Regions from separate parts of the Rattus norvegicus genome. Here region 1 is linked to region 2. The links are chromatin contacts, called in public Hi-C maps. All regions are on one chromosome and are shown on one strand. The core of a region is the stretch at or near the end of the contact, and the rest is flanking DNA. Distances in the headings are between cores, read along the strand shown. Region 1 has its middle 74 kb from the start of Atp1b1. Region 2 holds the start of Atp1b1 (ATPase Na+/K+ transporting subunit beta 1).

Region 1 (7,185 bases), core at 2,182-4,681, 74 kb before region 2:
TGCTTTCCGTTTCGAGAATTTCTAAGCTCCTACTTTTCCCCTTAAATGCTTCTATAAGGGAGACATTAGTGAAGCAAGCTATATGGGGAACACGAGAGCACGAGAGCATGACCCACTACCACCTGTACTTTATGAAATCCTCACCGACATAACCACATTGCCAAGTACATAAAGACGAAGCCCAGAGGTGACAAGGAATTGAAGAGGGAGAAAACGGCTGTGTTTGGTGTTCTGTTCTTATGTCACCTCTTCAAGTGAGGCCATTCCTGCTCCCTCTCCCTCAGCAGCCCCTCCCTACACACAACACCTTTGTAACATCTTACCAGCTCTGCTCTGTTTCACTCATTCATAGTGTTGTCACTGTGCTCTTCGTTACCCATTACACACGCGCGCGCGCGCGCGCGCGCACACACACACACACACACACACACACACACACACACACACACACACCACACTGTTCACTGTCACATTCCTAGTGATTACAGTATGTCACATATGACTTCAGTATTAGCTACAGAAAGCAATAAGGGGTGGAGGGGCAGAGGCGACTGTTGTCTGGTCATCCCTCTCCCACCCCAGTTTTCCAAACTTCCCAAGGCACCAAGAGTCTCAAAAGGCATTGCCCAAAGTTCGTCATCTTAGTTCTTTCAGGAACCAAGTTGGTATTCTCTGCTTTTCTCCCACCCCTTGGCTGACCGCTGACTCAGGCTGTTCTCCATAGGTCTGTCTGTCATCAAGGCTTTCCTTAGCATGGCATCTCCTACAGGGAGAGCCAATGTTCCCTATGGTGTATGCATCTGGGCCACTGGGTAGGATCACACCAAAAACTTCTCTGCTCACCCCACAACAATGTAGGGAGAAGGAAGTATTGTTAGGAGTAGGAGTCATGTGCCAGACAGCACTTCACTTTCTTCACTCAGGGTCTCTATTTTGGCCCATATCCCTCATCCCCACAGGGACAGCCAGCACGGGCTCTGGCATGGCCGCGCTTCTGTTCATCTTCTCTCTGAGCTTGTAAGCGTGATGCTGAGGCATCCGCACCCCACCCCCACCCCCAATGCCCTCTTCATCTCATTTACCTGGCAGTCTTCTTTCTTTCAAGCTTCAACCCAAACCTGGAACTTGCCTGACCCTACCTCCTTCTCAGTCTGGATTAATCATCCTCCTCCTCCTCCTCCTCTTCCTCCTCCTCCTCCTCCTCCTCTTCCTCCTCTTCCTCCTCTTCCTCCTCTTCCTCTTCCTCCTCTTCCTCCTCTTCCTCCTCCTCCTCCTCCTCCTCTTCCTCCTCCTCCTCCCCCTTCTCTTCCTCCCCTTCCTCCTCCTCCACCTCCACCTCCCATAACCATCATGTTTGTCGTTCTGTGTTGTAATCGCAATTTCCCTCCCCTTTCACCCACCTGCTATGGGGGAGGAGTGCTACTGAAAACAGAAGTCGGTCTGGTATCTGCAGTACTGGCTGTCCCTAGCTCAGAGTCTGACACGTGCTCATCATAAAATGAATGTTTGGACATTTGATTATTCATCCCTCATACTGGAGCCAGCACCTAAAGTACTAAAGCACAAACCTCAGGCATGATCTCTGTCTCCAAGGGGTCTGCATTATAACTCGCTGTGGGGGGGGGAGGGTAGGTAAGGAAAGCAGGCAGTAGCCAAGTAGATAAATAGCTGCTGGTTATTATTAAGCTCATGATGGAAATAAATAGTGCTTTGATCAACATCAACAGAGGGGTGGTTCTTTAAGAAGAGTAACCAAGAAAAGAAATGGATGGATGGATGGATGGATGGATGGATGGATGGATGGATGGATGGATGGGATAGTTACCACAGTGAAGTTGGGTTCAGAGTACAGCCTAACCACTACAGATCTCTATGTTTCTTGGGAGCGTTTCTGTCACTCAGAATTCAACTAGCTGCAGAGATTTAAGTGTGGCTCTATTAGCAGATGGCAGACTAATTTACCCAGAAGTCTCCTTTCTAGTTACCTACCTTGTAGGTCAGTGAGGGAGGTGAGGGGGGTGTCAAGATTCTGGAAACACTGTCAGGATAAAACTGTTACTCCTGAGAGCTCACTGTGCTAGCACCTAGAGGCAGACCCTGGAGCCAGCATTAAAGATGCATGGAGTTCTTCCCTAGACAAGCCTCTGCGAACAGAGGGGTAAACACCTAATGGTAACCCACAGAAGAGGAACAGGATTGAGTACATGAAACTACAGAAACATAGAGGATGGACAGAAAGCAGGTGACAGACAGACAAGGAGAGCTGAGATTTATTTCGAACCACGCTGGTTTGGAAGGTTAAGAGACATGCAGGAGGAGGCCAGGTGTGACTGGCACCCTAGTGTGGAGGTGGAGAGAGAATGAACAAGAAGAGGCTTGGTCCAGACCAAGTGTGTTCAGGCAACACAGCAATGTCAAGGCCTCCCTCACGCTTCTAGAAGACAGCTTGCAAAAGATGTGGAAATTCACATTCAAATTCAGAGTCTGTATCTGTAGGAAATATCAAGTAACTGCTCCCACCTTTAGGGCAGGGATAGCAGGACAGGCCCTGTGCCCAGGGTTACCCTAACCCTAAGGAATACACACTTCTGGGTGAGGGGTTGGTGGGCATGAAATATCTGGGGAAAACTGATACTATGAAGGAAATAAGATGAACCAGACGCCTGACTCCTTCAGGCACAGACAATAATCTCAAGTTTCAGCTCCAGATCTTCAGTGCTGCTCTGGAAATAACCAATCGTCGAGCCTCTTCTACCTCCTGCCTGGGGATTATTTTATGAGCCACCTGTCCCTATAGCAAGTACAGAACACTAACAAACCAAGCCTTTAAGACCAGTCATACATCCTGGGTTCTGACAACCCTGCCTGCATCCAGGAAGTATGGGACCTGTGCTCTCTTGTCCCTGGTTTTCCTCTGAGGGGTTCTGACAGAAAGACCTCCTTGCAAGGGGTCTCAAAAGGCCCAACATAGTGCCTTGTGGAAAAGGATGGGAAGTAGAAGCATACAGAAGATAGGGGATTGCTTTCTAAAAAGTAAGCATGAGAGTGCACAAAGCACTTACATGTGCCGGAACCTGGGTTCACACATAAGCAACAAGCCTTAGTGTAAGCATTGGTTAGATTATATTGCCCAAACAAACTCATCTTTCTTCTCGGTTGATGCTGCATTTTGCCTTAGGCTTTCTCAGTGGGAATCCTGACTTCTGCAACTGGGTATATGAGGAAGGTCTGGGGAAAGCCCACATGGGTCCTGCAGGACTAAGGATTTTCTTCTGTGGGATTTACTGAGTGCTTCCTTTAAGTCTAGAGCCTAAAAATCCGAGGCTGTGGAGCCCTAGAGCAAGCACTTGGGGAAATATGACTAGGGAGGTGCCCAAGCAACAGCTCACACTTGTAACTTAGTTGATCATTAACTCACCCACACAGAGATCCCAGGGAGACAAAGAACAGGTGTATATGGTGTTGTAAGCCCTGCCCTGTCCTGCCCTGCTCAGCCATCCACGCTGGGCTCCTAGATCTACTTCCTCATGAAACTTCTTCTATCATCTGACCCTCCCTGATCCCACCCACTCCCACTACAACCCTGCCCATGTCCCGTGGCATCGTCTGTGGCATCTTCTGTCCTCCTGGAGTAGCTTCCAGTGTCAGAGCTGCGTGCCCTGAGCTGTTGGCCCCATCCTTGGATCAGAGCTTTGCTTTCTCAACACCTAAGCTCAATGCACGTCACACACCCATGTTGCTGCACCATGGAATGGGCGGGGGAGACAGGAAGTCAAGCCAACCATCAACGTTTTTTGTCTATTTGTCTATTTTTGGTTTTGTTTTTTCTTTAAAAAGTAGAAAGCAGAGGACTAAGGAAGAGGAAATAGGCATAAAAGCACCCAAGAAAGGGAAAGGGAAGATAATGGGGAAGTGCCCTGTCGATGCAAAGGTGGGGAGGGTCAAATGGTACAGAACGGAAAGCTTGCAAGAAGCAAGCAAAGGCTGCCTTCCGTGCCCTGGGCTGACGACTGAAGATGATGGAGCCAGGGAGCCAGGAAGCCCAAGAGAAAGCTGGGCTGGAGAAGGCAGCTCTAAGACATGGTTTAAGCCATCAGGACTTGCCCTGGGATAGGGGTCTTGAAAGATCGGTGGGTATAAAAATCATATGGGATGCTTGTTTTAATACAGGGCACCAGGGCAAGGGATGTAATTCAGTGGTCACAGTGCCTGCTTTGTATACACAAAGTCCTCCATCCAACCCCAGCATGTAATAAAGTAGACATGACGGCGCATGCACATAATCTCAGTATTTCGGAGGTTGAGGCAGAAGGATCAAAAGTTTTGGGTCATCCTCTGCCATAGAGCAAGTCGAAAATCAGTTTGAGCTACATTGAACAAGTTGGAAATGTCCTTAGAGGAAGCAGTGTGGCATGTGAAACTGAAACGTTTATTCCCCAAATAGGAAACTGTAGACGTTCTATTTTGAGATTCACCTACTTTCTTTGGCCATAGATGCAAACACTGGGCTCAGTGGCAGTGACTGTGTGTGCCAGGTGCCTATGTGAGCCTGACAGTGGACCAGATGCTTGCTTACAACGATCTTCTTGGCTGTGACATCAGAGGTGACGTTAGGGAAACTCCAAGGACCCTTTGTTGAAAACAAAAATCCATAATTTCTGAGATTTGGTACCAATTTTGGTCTACTTTGACAGATTTTATACTCTGAAGCTAAACCCAGACCAGATGTTCATCCTTGGCCTGGTTTTCAAGGTCACTCAATCCTGTCTTCAATGGCCTGGCCTGCCCAGGTCACTACTGCTCTGTCCCCTCTCATGTCACCTGAACTCTGCCTCTTTGCTTGTGTTCACACTGATCACCCACATCCAGAGTTCTCTTTGCCTTTAACCCCCATTCCATTCCAAGGGTGCCCTGGGCATCCTGGCATTTCCTTGGAGCACAGCTCTCACACACTAGTGCACCCTCTTCACCAGATCCTCACAGAGTAAATACTGCATTACATCATTTTCGAGTTCACGAAGTGGACTGCCTGATGTCTACTTGGTCATCTGTCAGTTTCACAGCTGTTGGTCTTCTTTTCTTCTTATGAATAACGTAAACATTTGAAGATAATCCCTGGGTCCTCCTGTTGCATCCAAAGGACCCTTTCAAAGAGAAGGTCAACTGGACACAACCCCAAAAGAACAATACACTGTGTTTTTACATGTATTCAACCAGGGATGGAATTACAAAAATACCACAGGCTGATTGGTTTAAATATCAGAAATTTATTTCTTCCCGTACTGGAAGTTTGACATCCAAGATCAAAATGTCAACATGCTCAGTTTTCTTGGAGGCCTCTCTGAGCAGCTTGCAGATAGTTACCTTCTCCATCCATATTTCCTTTTCTTATAAGGAAACCAATCAGAACAGATTATCGAGTTCACAGGAATTTTCTCATCTTAACTTAATCACCTCTGTTAAGGCTGCATCTCCAGATACATGTATATTATGAAGAAGTAGGAGTTAAGGATTGAACTTATAAAGTTCTAGTCCCCTAAACCATAGTTTAGAGTACGGGTAGATACATGGCCCAAAGTTGGCTGTGGTGGTTTGAACAGGTGTGGCCCCCATAGACTCAAGTGTTTGACTACTTGGCCATAGGGAGTGGCACTATTAGGAGGTATGGCCTTGTAGGAGGAGGTGTGTCTCTGTGGGGGTGGGCTTTGAGGTCTTCTATGCTCAAGATACGCCTGGTTAGGCACATAGTCTCCTTCTGAGGATTAAGATGTAGAACGCTCACCCCTTCTCCAGCACCATGTCTGCTTGCACACCGCCATGTTTCCTGCCGTGACTATAACAGACCTCTGAAACAGTAAGCCAGCCCCAACTAAACGTTTTCCTTTATAGGAGTCGCCATGCTCAGGTTGTCTCTGCACAGTGATAAAACTCTAAGGCAGCAGGCAATCCATAGGCTAGCTAGTAATCTGTCACATGACTTTACGCAAAAAAACTTTCTCCAGCAAGGTACAATGGTAACTGCCTAGAAAAGTTATTTTCTTTCCAAAGAACTTGAAATGGAGAGCATAAAGAAAAGCAGCCTGTTGTTCACAGGTAAGGGTAGAAATGTTAATGTTGTATGTTGTTCACGTCATTGACACTTACCTCCTAGTAACACCCTGTTGTTCAGTATATACCTATTGAGTATGGTTCACTGGAGACAGATTCTATCAGAGGTCTACATTTCCAAGCACGATTTTACCTTTGAGCACTATCTTAATTAGGGTTTTACTACTGTGAACAGACACCATGACCAAGGCAACTATTATAAAGGAAATGTTTAATTGGGGCTGGCGTAGAGGTTCAGAGGTTCAGTCTAGTATCATCAAGGCAGGAGCAGGGCAGCCACCAGGCAGGCATGGTGCAGGAGTAGCTAAGTACTCTACATCTTCATCTGAAGGAAGCCAGGAACAGACTGGGCATCCTCAGGCAGCTAGGAAGAAGATCTTCAAGTCCACCCCACACAGTAACACACTTCCTCCAACAAGGCCACACATTCTAATAGTGCCACTCCTTGGGCCAAGCATATTCAAACCATGACAGGCACTAATATCAATCTGTCTCTAAATATCTAGTCTTTGCCTCAAAGTTTTCCCATGCTTAACTTCAAAACTGGCTTCTACAGCCAGGTATGGTGGTTTACCCTTGGATCCCCAGGACCTGGAAGGTGAAAATTGATCAAGAGTTCAAAGTCACCCTCAGGTTGGTCCCATCGGAAGTTTGAAGCTAGCCTAGACTACATGAGTCTCTGTTTTTAAAAACCTTTCTGTCGTGGCTGGAGAGAGAGCTCAGTGGTTAAGAATATTTGTTATTCTTGCTGTTCTTGGAGAATACCTGGGTTTGATTCCCAGCACACAGGGTGACTCACAGCAGTCTGTAATCCCAGTTCCAGGGGATCCAATGCCTTCCTCTGGCTTTGATGGGTACCAAGTATACACACAGTACATAAATATATATACAAGCAAACCACCCACACCCATAAAATAAAATGCTTCTACTTGAAGGCAACTGCAGACATAATAACATTTACGTATTCTCAAGGACTTCCAAATTCTATCTGGAACGTCAGATTTAAACTATCCTGTACTGACCTACACTTAGTATAAAACCAAATACAACACCAACACCATCCCCTAAAAAAAACAC
Region 2 (6,569 bases), core at 2,659-5,158:
GCTGCTTTCCACTCAGCCCATCGCGGAGCCATTTGCTTCTGCAGTGCACACTGCTTCTGCTGCCAGGATGAGTCACCTCGCAACTCATCCCCTCAGCCCCTCCACTCCGTACTTAAAATACTCTGGGGCTGGCCGAAAAGAACCCCGCTGTGTGTGAGCACGTGTGTGTGAGTGTGTGAACGTGGGGTTGGCAGCTCAGCCCTCCGCAGCCTCTGCAGAGCCTGACTGCATTCTGTTTGCCAGAGGGCTTTAGAGAGCCCGACTGCTCCAGTCTGTTTTCGGCTCTGGTTCTCTCAAGCGGGCTGCCAAGTCGCACTCTTTCCTTTGCGGGCACCTCCATTTTAGTCTCCCTGGTTTGGAGCAGAAGAACCTTCTAGATGCTGTGTTCAGTCTTTTCGCTCAGCCCCGATTTGGATGGCCATCTTGCTACAGTCAGAAATATCACCTCATCCTGCTTTTACCTGCTGGACCCTGTCTCTGCCCCCGGGTAAATGCAGCGTCAATTACAAATGCATCTGCTGCTTTCAGAGTTGGAATCTGTTATGCCCCGCCCCATCAGTTCTCTGCTGTCAATTCTGTTTAACGCTTCACCTCTGTCCACCCACACAGAATATTAACCTTGGGCAGAACCAATCGCAGGATACCAGAACCATCTCTTTTCCCTAGCCAGCACAGAAAGAGGACTGACACTTGTTCTCTCCTTGAGCCCTTATGCTGAGCTGAATACGCTCTTCCTCCAGTGAACTTCCACAGCTACCTAGGGAACAGCACTCTTGGGTCCTGATGGTCCACACCCAGCTGCGCACTGCACCTCCTGGAGGCACCCCTCCCTCTGGAGAACCACGCACATTTTGATTTCAACCTGCTGGTACAGCACCCTTCACAGAAGGGGCCCTGGAACAAAAGCCCAGCCCAGTACACTCCAAAGGGACATTATGTGCTTGAGTTATTCATTACTTGAGTTAGCCGAGGTCACAGAGCAGGAAGCACGTTGGGAAGAGAGGGAAAAGGTGGCATTGAGGGTGGGGAATTAGTCAGGGTGACCTTCCAGGACTCAGAGGGAACTCAGAGTCCTGGTTAAGTATCACAGTAAGATGGTCAGTCATAAAGTCATACCAATAGCCTCAAGGTTAGGCAAGGTCATGTGGAAGGAATTATAGTTAAGCTAGCTACTTAATAACTCTTGCTATGCACTAGGCACCGGGCTTAACACTTTCCCACATCCTTCTTTTAATCCTGGCTACAATGTATCACTCTAATTTTACAGCCCAGGGAACAGCCCTAGAGAACAAGCAACTTGACCAAGGTGGAGACACTGGCTGGCCTGGAAGAGAGGACTGTGAATACCTTTCTCTTCTTTCCCAGGACTGCTCTAGGTGGCAAGATGGTGGAAATGCACGAGATAGCTCCAGATGGTGGAGACTGGCTGGGCAGGTGGAGCTTGAGGTGAGCCACGGGACAGAAATGGCTCCCACATAAGTGGGCTGAGATCATGTTCTCCCGTTGGCAACACTAGCTCTGGGTAGGAACAGGGATGATTCTAAGGAACCTGGGAGAGAGGCTGCAGCGTCCCTGACCTGTGGGGAGCTGGGGAACTCACTTGAGAAGGGGAGAAATCTACCAAAGGAAGACAGAGCAAGGGCAAGAAGGCAAGCTTGTCTCCTACTACAGCAGTATAACTGGCATTTATCACACAAGTTGGCAGCTAAAATGCAGCACTTTTTTTAAATAATAAAGGAGGTTCTGGTTTAAAACCTGCCACTATGAACTGTTTGCAAGACATGCTTCTGAGGGGGGCGGGGGAGGACTGAGGTACAGTGGCTGTGAGGGATGGGGACCACAACAGACTTAAGAGTCCTCTTACTCTCTTTTCTTTTTCTTTCTTCCTCAGATTTATAATCTTCCTGTTCTATTTCCAGACTGGGATTATAGGCAGAAACCATCACCCCTATTGAGGCTTACCTAACACCCTACTCTTATCCCTTATGTTTTTTTTTCTTTTTTCTGATTCTGCCCACAGAGTTTCCTCCCTCTTACACACTCCCAGTGTGTAAGATATATATATCTTTCTCAGTGGTCTGCTGGATGTAAGTTCTGCCTAGAAATAGTGGCATAGAATCTACAGGTATAGTCTCTTCCAATAGCTTACCAACCACAAACTTGGGGTTTTTCCAAAATAAACGCTGCAGGGGCAAAGCAGGAGTGACTTCTTTCTCAACAAGCTGCTCTCAAGGTTGTCCTTGACACAGCAGGTCAGCAGCCCCTGTGGACTCAGTGAGACTAGGTTGTAGCGATTCCCCTGAATTTTGGGGATTTTCAGGTTTTCTTCAGTCTTGCAAGTGAGATTAATGAGGGAAAAAGCTCATTTTGCATCCCTGGGATCCTGTCCTTGGGCCTGCAAGGTTGACCTTGAAAATGGCAGGGTGCCTTGGGAAACCATCTCTTGTGTTGGGAAGGTCTTTGATAAGAAGCTAGCTTTTTCCACAACCGGCCAGGTCGCTTCAGGGACAGGCTTTTCTGCAGCCACTGCAGAAGCATCGCCATGTTTTCTGCTGTGTCATCACCATAAGAGCTGTGTGGGAAGCTGCTCAGGGGCTCAGTGGATGAAAATAAGAGTGTTTTTTCAGGCAACAAGGATGGAAAGAATTGGAAGCAGTTCATGTCCAACACTGAGCTCTGCGACATCTTGATACCTGAGCTGGGTCTTCCCAAGTGCTATTATTCCAAGAATTCTACAGTATAGGGTAGGGGTGCCCCCAGTGAGATATAACAATAAGCCAACGGGAAGACCAGCCACAGACCTGGGCTGGGAGAGTCTTAGGTGGCTGGGTCACGTGCATAAATTGTTCCCCGGGGTCTAGACTGGCAGGAGCCACAACCGGTTACCAGCTACAGCCCAGGGTGGGTTTGGCAATTGTCCGGATTGAGGTGGTTCAAGCCGCCCACAAGAAGCACAGACCAGGAGTCAGGAACCGAGGCTGCCCGCTGGGCTGGCCTGCAGGAGAGGGACGGGCCGGAACTGCAACCGCAGTGGCAGAGAGTGCGAGGGGGCGGCAGGTGCACAAGCAGAGAGGCGGAGCAGAGCTGGGCAGAGTCACTAGCGTCCTGGAGTGACCTTCCCCCACCTAGCCAGGGCCTAGGGAAGGTGGACTTGCAGTAAACCCAAACCAGGAGTACGGGGGTAAGACCAATAGGAGGAAGGGATTGGGGTCTCCGAGGCTCCCAGAGAGCGACGCAGGTGGAGGCCACAGCATCGGCGCCCGCGCGGGGGGCAAGGGTGGGTTGTCCAGGCACAGCTTGGGGCGGAGAGAGGGCCAGCAGAGCTTCGGGAGCACTACTCACTCACCCCAAGTCCCTCTCCGCACCACTGCTGCTGTGCCAGCCCCTCTAGCCTAGCCGGCTCCTTTGTGCCGGCCCCACGCCCGCCCCTTCGGGGCTCAGGCCCCGCCTTCTCGGCACCGGCGATTGGCCTGCGGTGCCGCCGGTAGGCGGAGCTACGGATGGTGGAGGCGCGGTATATAGTAAAGGTAGGGCGTGCGCCCTCAGCCAATTTCTCCTGCTGCTGGCCTGCGCGCCCGCGTGCCGAGCCCGCGCTCCACTCCTTTCGTCCTTCCCGGTGACTTTCCCTCCTTGTCCCTGGTCCATCTCGCCAGAGGTCATAGCAGGCAGAGTGGTGCAGCTACAGCTTGAAGCAGCAGCTGCGGGGTTCGCTGAGCCCCCCGGGAGGCGATCGGAGCGCGGGGAGAGCAGGAGTGCGGCCACGCGCCCACCTCTAGGTGCGGGGCTCGGAGCCGCCCAGCCCGCGCGCGCCCTCCTCCCTCCTCCCTCCTCCCTCCGCCCCCGCCGCACCTCCCCCTCCTCCCGCTCTGCTTAGGCTGCTCCGCGGCGCGCCTCGCACTCGGAGAGCCGCAGCGGCAGCGGCGCGTCTCGCCTTTGGAGACAGAGCCGGGCCGCGGGGACACCGAGCAGTCGCCGCGAGGACGCCAGGGCGCGCGCAGCACTCGCTTTCCCTCGGCCTCGGCCGCCACTGCTGAGCAGACACCATGGCCCGCGGAAAAGCCAAGGAGGAAGGCAGCTGGAAGAAATTCATCTGGAACTCGGAGAAGAAGGAGTTTTTGGGCAGGACCGGTGGTAGTTGGTGTAAGTAAGCGCTCCGCGGCTTTCGCCGTCGGCGCCTTGGCTTTTTCTAGGAGGCGCATCCGTGTACGCGGACACTGCGGACAGTTCGGCGCCCACGGGGCTGTCCAGGGTGTTGGGGATTGGTGGTAGGCGCTGCTAGGAGCGCGCGGCCTGGGCTTGGCATCCAGTGACAAATGCAGGGGGTCCTCAGAATGCGGCTTGGGTTGGGAGCTGAAGCTAGCTAGACTGAAGGTTTTGGGCATGGTAGGGAATCTTCGGTCAGGTTCCTCCCTCTCCATCCCCAAAGACCTTAGAAAAATGAGATTTGGGGCTGTGAGCAGAACTCATGAGCTTACCTGTTCTAATGCAGACGATGCTGCGATAGCATCATTCTCCCAGCCTAGAACTGTATCTAGAATGGAGAGGAACGGGGAGGAGAAATGCACCCACACTGCAATCCTCATACACTGCAATCTTCGCAGCCCAGAAATGGCCCAGTGAGCTCCATTATCACGGCCCGTTTTTAAGCCTTGGCTAGACACGCGACGTTTTCTTTAAAGATCTTTATGATACAGATGAAGAAACAGGTTATATTAGAACATTTCATGCCGCCTGTTGCTTCATTGGCTGGAATCCCCTCATATCCCATTGAAAATTAGATATCGTATTTGTGTTTTTTTTTTTTTAACTTCCTTGCACCGGAAAGGTTGATAGGTTTGTTTTTTTAAAGGTCATTTTGAAGGGCATAGTTGTAGACAAATCCGTGAGTCGTGACTGCGGAAGGGAGGGAGGGAACTCCCCTCTGCTGCATCATTGCCCCCTCCTTCAGTATCACCATCACCACCATCACCTCTGCCTCCTCTTTTGCCTCCTTCCCCCTCCCTCCCCTATAGCAGCATTGCAGTTACTAAGGGAACCCTGAAAACTAGCGATGCGGTGTTCCTGTTTGGGGAGGGTCTATAGAAATAGACTGGAGAATGAGTCAGGGAAACAGCGCTTGGCTGACATTTTGAAAAGGAAGAAGCCGGGATGAATGATTTTTTTTTTTCCTCTAAAGAAAAAAAATGCAGTTAGAGAGCCTCTCAAGTGACAAAAATAAAGGGTTAATAATGCATCAGACGTCAAGGTTAGTCAAGGTGAAGCCTCTTTCATTCCACCGTATTGCTAGGTCGCATAGGCATCCCTGAGCCATGGGAAAATGGAGTCTTAAATTGATGGCTTTTTATTCCGCTTTATATTCCGTTTTATTTGGGGAGACTGTTCTTCATGGGCGTATGCCCATAGCGTCCCTGTGTTTCTGTAGTGTGGGAAGGAGAAACCTGAAGAAATGTGAGGTATGTACAGGATGAACAGCCAGGGCCATTTCCAGCAACTCTGTAACTCAGCTAGGAGGCCTATGAGGTGCACTGCGGAATTGGCCCCTCCTCCCAGCCTAACTGGGGCTGGCTGCTTTCCCTGGTGGTCTGTTGTAGCATCACAGGACCAGGGGGTGGCACTGACTCCTGGTACCTCGTGAAATTTGCCCTCTAGTGTTTTTCCACTTCTTAAAACATCTTTCTTTCCTCATTCCAATCTCACACTCCTTCTTTGAATAATATTTGCTTTAGAGGGTAAGGAAGGCAGTATGGAACAGTTTGTTCTTTAAACCGACATTTAATGGGACAGCCCTTCCTTAACAGAGAGGCAGAGAGAGAATGAGCCTGTGTGGTCTCGATGGTCACATCCCACGGACCTAGGAAGCAGCCGTCATAACTCATCTTCCATTTTGTGGGGGGCTAAGCACGAAACCCAGTTTGTGTTCTGTGCTAGTCCTGTCTGCCCTTTTGACAATGTAAGAAATGGCAGAGCTGTCTGAGGCAGCCAGTGGAGAAATGGAGAGCGGTTCCTATAAGAGAGAGAGAGAGAGAGAGAGAGAGAGAGAGAGAGAGAGAGACCCCCTTTCCAGCTCTGGGCCCAACATAGATAGATGCCCTTGGGACCAGGGCAGGATGCCCTTGGCTCCGTTTTGCTTATAGGTAGATTTTTCACCAAGATGGACGGCAGAGGCTCGAGCCTGTCACCTGCTGGAGAGATCACAATTTACAAATCACTTAGTGCTTTCTATCTTTTAATTAAGTTAATACATATGTTGGCAGATTTTTATTTTTGCCATTGGTTCCCCCAGGCCACTTTTTAAACCTTATTTTTGGCATTTTAAAGGATATATATATATATATATATATATATATATATATATATATATATATCCAAAACTCCTGGTGTTCCTTGTTCTTTAAATACAGAAGGAAAAAGAAAATTTGCTTTATAGGATAAAAAATGCCCCTAAAGCTGACACACCCCAGCCCCCAACATCATGCCATCCAGCCGGTTGGTGGGAATAACCTAGCCTTTGTGTCTGTTTCTCGTGCCACCGGTAGCCTTGGTCTTGGGGAGTCCATTGCCTGAGCTCT

What was found. A called contact is a pair of places that touch in the nucleus more often than the background predicts.
Region 1: a Hi-C map of kidney shows a contact between it and region 2, with 3 times the contacts expected there. The contact joins the enhancer-like site here to the promoter of Atp1b1 in region 2. A contact is called at or near these places in 2 of 12 Hi-C or Micro-C datasets (the A7r5 cell line and kidney).

The regions. Positions count from the first base shown.
Region 1 is chr13:79,410,562-79,417,746 of GRCr8, reverse strand. No RefSeq gene overlaps it. Among named protein-coding and RNA genes, the nearest start is that of Atp1b1, 74 kb to the right of the region's middle. Within about 2 kb of position 3,431, at least 7 of the 93 cell types and tissues checked have an H3K27ac peak or open chromatin away from gene starts, as enhancers often do. A contact at or near this core is called in kidney, where this site is marked.
Region 2 is chr13:79,337,565-79,344,133 of GRCr8, reverse strand. It overlaps Atp1b1 (ATPase Na+/K+ transporting subunit beta 1), which reads left to right and starts at 3,908. Exons shown (of 6, transcript NM_013113.2): 1 at 3,908-4,140. The coding sequence starts at 4,044.